Regions from separate parts of the Sus scrofa genome. Here region 2 is linked to region 1. Evidence: chromatin contacts called from public HiChIP or PLAC-seq data. All regions are on one chromosome and are shown on one strand. The core of a region is the stretch at or near the end of the contact, and the rest is flanking DNA. Distances in the headings are between cores, read along the strand shown.

What was found. HiChIP or PLAC-seq counts read pairs in DNA pulled down with a chosen protein or histone mark.
Region 2: an H3K27ac HiChIP or PLAC-seq map of alveolar macrophages shows a contact between it and region 1. The contact joins the promoter of USPL1 here to the promoter of LOC102165571 in region 1. A contact is called at or near these places in 1 of 5 promoter capture datasets (liver) and 2 of 2 datasets of contacts at active chromatin or transcription factors (alveolar macrophages and skeletal muscle).

What each region holds. Positions count from the first base shown.
Region 1 is chr11:6,761,793-6,764,492 of Sscrofa11.1, reverse strand. It overlaps LOC102165571 (formin-like protein 3), which reads right to left and starts at 1,349. Exons shown (of 2, transcript XM_005668309.3): 1 at 1-1,349. The coding sequence starts at 1,324. The coding sequence ends at 755. UBL3 (ubiquitin-like protein 3) reads left to right here and starts at 881. Exons shown (of 5, transcript XM_003130919.4): 1 at 881-2,011. The coding sequence starts at 1,985.
Region 2 is chr11:7,319,804-7,322,503 of Sscrofa11.1, reverse strand. USPL1 (SUMO-specific isopeptidase USPL1) reads right to left here and starts at 1,317. Exons shown (of 9, transcript XM_021065545.1): 1 at 1,140-1,317. It also overlaps a transcript of HMGB1 not described here.

The DNA.
Region 1 (2,700 bases), core at 100-2,599:
TTTTTGTACAGGTGTCTTATTGAGGCAACCCTGCCTAAAATACTCGGAGCACTGAGAGATGTAAGTGGAGAGTCAGATAGACATTTGTGGTCTCTGCGTTCTGTTCCTAAATCTGGGGGAGATCTTGTCTGCATCTAGCTCTCTCACAAATGGTATTATTTTGTGCTGTTTGCTAACCACGGGCAGGTGTAGACGTTTTCAATTACATTTTGAATTGAAATAGCATTTCAGGGCTAGCCTGGTAAGCCCCATGTGGTTCGTAGTAGCTATTTCCTGATAGAGATTAGAAACTACTGTTTGTAATACAGTTTTGGGTTCATATATTGTTGTATCTAATACAGTTTTTGGTAATTTCAATTAACTAGATTGTAGCTTTATGGCCCTGGGTCTTCAAGAAACAATGTTCAAACATTCTCCCTGCTTAATGATATCCTTACTGTTGTTGAACTTCTATGACCTTATTGGAAATCAATGATTGCTTCTGATCTTCCAAATGTCTGGTTGAGGAGAGACCAAGATGAAATCACTATACAGAATGCTTTGAGATTGCAGGATGTGGAGAGCGTACTGTCGTTAAAATGAATGATTCCGCTTGGAGGTAAACCATATTTTAACTCTGCATGTGTAGTGTGCATGAAGGAATTTCTCTGTGCAGAGTGATTTTCCCCCAATAATTTGCAGGATCACAGCACTCCCAGTAGCAGGTATCACCTAGCTCGTGCGCAGTCGCTCGGCTAAAGCGAGCTTTCCTCTCCTAGCAACTGTTGCTAAGAGAGGCGTGGCTTCGGAGTCCCGCGAGGAGGCGTTCGGGGGCCTCAGCGCGTAGACTACACTTCCCGTGATGCTCGAGGGTGGTCTTGGTGGTGACGCACTTAGTGTCCGCGGAGCGGGAGGGGGAGAGGGAGCGTGAGGGCCAGGGCGGGGGCGGCGGCCGCGAAGGGGGCCCGTGCTTTCTCCGAGTCGCAGACTCGCGCTCGGGCAGCCGCCGCCGCCGCCGCCGCCATGTTGGCTTGAGGGCCGATGACTGGGGGCGGCTGCGGCGCCGGGGACTGAAAAGTGGAGGAGGAGGCGGAGAGACAGAGCTCTGAGAGGAAACCCTTCCCGGGCTGAGAGGAAGGACCCGGCCTCTTCCGGGGACCAGCCGAAGTCGGCGTCGCGGGGAGCTCGCGAGGCCGGGGAGGGGAGGGGAAGGCGGAGACGGGGGAGGCGGAGGCGGCAGAGGAGCGCCGAGAAGCCGGAGGCGATGCGCCCCGAGCCCCGCGGCTGCCCCGAGGCGCCCGCGGCCTGAGCCCCGACGGGCCGTGGGGTCTCCAGCCCGCCTCATCTCCCCGCGCCCCCGGTTCGCCGCTCGGCTGCCCGGCCCGGGCTTGCGCTGCGGCTCCCAACGAGTTAAATGCCCTTGAGCGCGGGTTTCCGCGGCCCGGCTCGCAGCCCCGGCCGCGCGAGCTGAGCTGTTTCCCCGCGCCGCCCGCCGGGGGACGCGTCCATGTGTAGCCACATAGTTATCTGTGTACCTCGGCGCCGGGGCATTCGCCTCCTGCTTAATGAGGACTTGACTCGGGAGCAAGTGTGAATCACTGCCGGGCTGGGAGAGGAGGCAGGCGATTTAACCCCCTCCCACCCCGCTCCATGTCCGTGTGTCACTCGGCTCGGTCCACCTGGCGCGGCCGGTCCTGGGGCGGCTGCTGTTGCTGCGGCGGCTGCTGACGACGACGACGGCGGCGGGGCTGCCGCTGCCACCCCGAGAGTTCCCTCCCGCTCCGGCCGCTCGGCTCCCGGCGACTGTTCCTCTTCGCTCGGAACCTCGGCCAGGCCGGCACTTGGGCTCCGAGAGAACTTATTTTTTTTTGGAAAGCACAGCTCGAACCGTTCAGGATCCCGAAGGTTGATTTCCGTAGCCCGAAGACTTCTCTTTTTGGTTCGTCTTTTTTGATTTTTTTTTTTTTTTTCTTCGCCAGTATCTGGGTCTATCTCAAACGGCAAGATGTCCAGTAATGTCCCGGCGGATATGGTAAGTGAAGGATAAGAGTTACGACACCCTTTGATTTACTTGTGGTTTCCAATCTTTTTTAATCGGAAAGGCTGCAGGCGTGGGGTGAAGGTTGCTGGCGGGGGACGGTTGAAAAGCCGCGGTGCGGGGACGTGGCTTTGGCCAAGTTGGGGGTTCTGCTGGCCCTCGTGTGGGAAGTACTGCTTCTAATACGGTTTTTCTCGTCGGGCTGTGTTTTCTACATGATTAAAGACGATGGAGAAGTTGGGAAAATGTAGCAAGGTGGCTCGAAGTGGCGAAGAGCTCTTCCTCTTTGCTAGCAGTCTCTGAGCACTGGTGTCTTGGAGCTTCTGAAAACGTCAGTGGCCGTGGGCAGCGCTGAGGACGGATGTCCCTACAGATACCGAGGTGGCCAGGAAAACGGGGATCTTGGCTCGGTGACACGGGTGGTTAATGCAGTGGGTACTAGCTTGCTATTTCCAAGAGCACAGCCGCAGTATCCGGTCGAGGGAAGACTCGATTAGGATTTGCTGTGAGCTTTCTGAAACGTCTGGGTGAACAAGGATGGCAGGCAGAAATATGAACACGTTTTGGAATTGTCACAAATCTAGGCTGACTCGATTTTGCCACTTGTAATGAATGTGCCAGGACTCTTCGTACCGAGTATTTAGTAGTATTACATCATTGGACTTTTAAAAGCTAGTAAAACA
Region 2 (2,700 bases), core at 68-2,567, 560 kb before region 1:
GGCTATTCAGTTCTTCCAAATACGATTTACTGTGTTCTATGTACAAAACCCTGGAGTGATTCTTACAACTTTATTTGGCCTTAAATGACTGCTTTCGTTGTCCTCTCTTCAAAAATCACCTGCTCCTCTCCTTCTCTCTCATATATACTTTGGCACCTCCATTCTTACAAACACGCATACTAGAAAATTTGAGCGGTTCTTTACTCTTTCATTTCCCTCTTCATCATTTAGTGAAAAACATCAAATTCTATGGATAGTTCTTTGGAAGCATCTCAAATCTCCACCTCTCTTTCCATCCCATCCTCACTCTGTATCACTGCCAAAGTGATGCTTCTATAAAACAAGTCTGGAGTCTGCTGCTGCTCAGCTTAAAACCATCTACTGACTTCACTCTGATCATGGGAAAATCCAAACAGCTCAGTACAACCTAAAGGTAGTGCTATGACCTAAAGCTCACTGAACTGACACCAATGGCTTTCCAGTCTTCTCCTCTACTCCATTTCACCTCCAGCATCTTTTTCCTGACCTCTCCCCGCTTCATTACTTCGACTATGCTCCAGAAGCCTGCGTGTGAATTACTAGACCAGTATGGACCCAGTCACAGCACAACGAAAGTGTAAATCTGGCCCTGGGGATAGTGAAAGAAGCAATTAAGCTTAACTCACAGCCCGTGTGCAAAATGGGGAAACCCAGAGAACCGTCTGTTCGAAGCTTTCCCTCCAAGACCAGGTGGGCTCAGCAAACGAACTGTCAAAGGTGAGGCCACAACAGACTTGAAACCGAGGAATGGGGTCGGCTTTCGCCGCCCAGACCTATTTGGTACCCAACCCAGCAGTCCTGAATCACAGACTAACAGACGACAGTTTCGAAACCCAATCTTGGAAACCCGAGGAGGCGCAAGGTTCTGTTAACTCTCCCCATCTCCATGCTCTTTGGGGCGGGGGAGGGGGGGGACCTCTGGTTTCTCTTCAGTTTTTACCTCTCTTGAGTGCAAACGTATCTGTAACTCTACCCTAATACCTTAATCACCAAACCTTCCCACCAAAACCTAGTCCCACCCTTTCCCCCTCCCAGCTTAGCCCATCCTTTCGGCGAGCCGACTATCCCATGGGTCGCCCAGCTCTGTCCCTTTTCCTTACTTCGGCAGCCGAAGGAAACTATTCCGTCTGCTCTTTTATCCTCAGCGGACTCTCCACTTCTTCGTACCAGCTTCCTCCAAACTCCTGTTCCAGCCTGAGCTCCACACCACGAGTGCAACGTTCAACCCACGTTCCACCCTGCCTGCTCCTCCCCCACCGGCCCCTCCGCTAGGAAAGCAGCTTCCGGCTAGAGTCCGCCGCTAAAAAGTTCCCCTTCCTGCTCCGCGCGGGGCCTGGAAGGACGTAAGTGTGGCGGGGAGGATGAGGAACGGAACACTTCCGGCCGGCCTCCGCAGAGAGGCGGGGCTGTAACTCTACCCTAATACCTTAATCACCCGGCTGGCAGCCGCAGCCGCAGCTTCAGGGGCGGGGCCGGTGCCTGCAGAGTCCGCCTTCTGTGAGTGGCTGGGTTTGGGGAGGCGACATTTCTGGAAGCTGATGGAAAGCGCTTGAGTGGTGGAGGTGACGCCAGCGACCAGGGGGTGGGGCGTGATTAAAACTAGTGCGCAGCCGGCAGCGGAGGGATTACGCTAAGAGGCAGGCGCGCGTCCCGTTGCGCACTAGCGATGCGAGCCCGGGTCGGAAGCTGATGCGCCCTTGAGTGACTTGGGTGGGTGGCCGGGCGGGCGAGGAGGAAGGGCTACCCAGCAGGCGGAGGGTGTGATGGAGGCTCTTGGCCGGCGCCCCCCTGCAGCAACGAGGTCTCCTCGACGGCGGGCTGCGCAAGGCCCCCGTAGTTCGCTCTCCTAAAGCCTCAGTGGGAGCCGAGCTGCCACATTGCGTGTTCACAAAGGGTCACCACACACGGAGCTGCCCCTCCCTGTCTCCCTAAACCCCATCTGCGAGGCCAGGGGCTTTTCCACCAGGATTCTGGGTGTTTCTCCTCCTTTGCTCCCTCCCAGATCTTCTAACGGTAAGGGGAGTAGCCAAAGCGCAGGGACTTTGAGCGCCAGGACCCTTTCTTACTTATCAGTAGCCGGAGGGTCCCTGCTGCACTCTTGTCAGCTGCCCTGCCTTGTTTTAACTCAGGGAAAGGGGGAGTTGTCGTGTAGTCTATAAGTTTAAGGCTCTGCTTTCATAGGAAGGTCATGTGGCTTAGGGGACATCGTGATCTCGTGTGCTATTTCTGAGTCTGCATTCTGAATCTTGCGGGCAGCATATTCCAGAAGTCCTTCGCTCGATTGGTTCTGTGTCCAGGAATAACAATATGTAGTTTCTGACCGTTTCAGTACAGAAGAACCACTATTGGCATTTTGGACTATGGGGCTTTTTTATTATTGGTCCCAAACTAAATCGTTATATTCTGGAATACTGCTGAAAATTTTGATAGGGTAGAGGAAGTAGGTCCCGTGTACCAAGGAATTCTTCACTGAGGAGTTCAGTTTTCCGTACTTCTGAATGCAGATAGCCAAGAAATCCAACAGGGAGTTTGTTTTGTTTTTCGCTAGACTGAAAAATAGCTTTTGTTTACCTTTTTGTTGTACTAGATTACTAATGTGCTGGTATATTTGTTGTAAGATCTTGCTAATTAGGTTTTTTATTTTGATGAATTATGATGAAA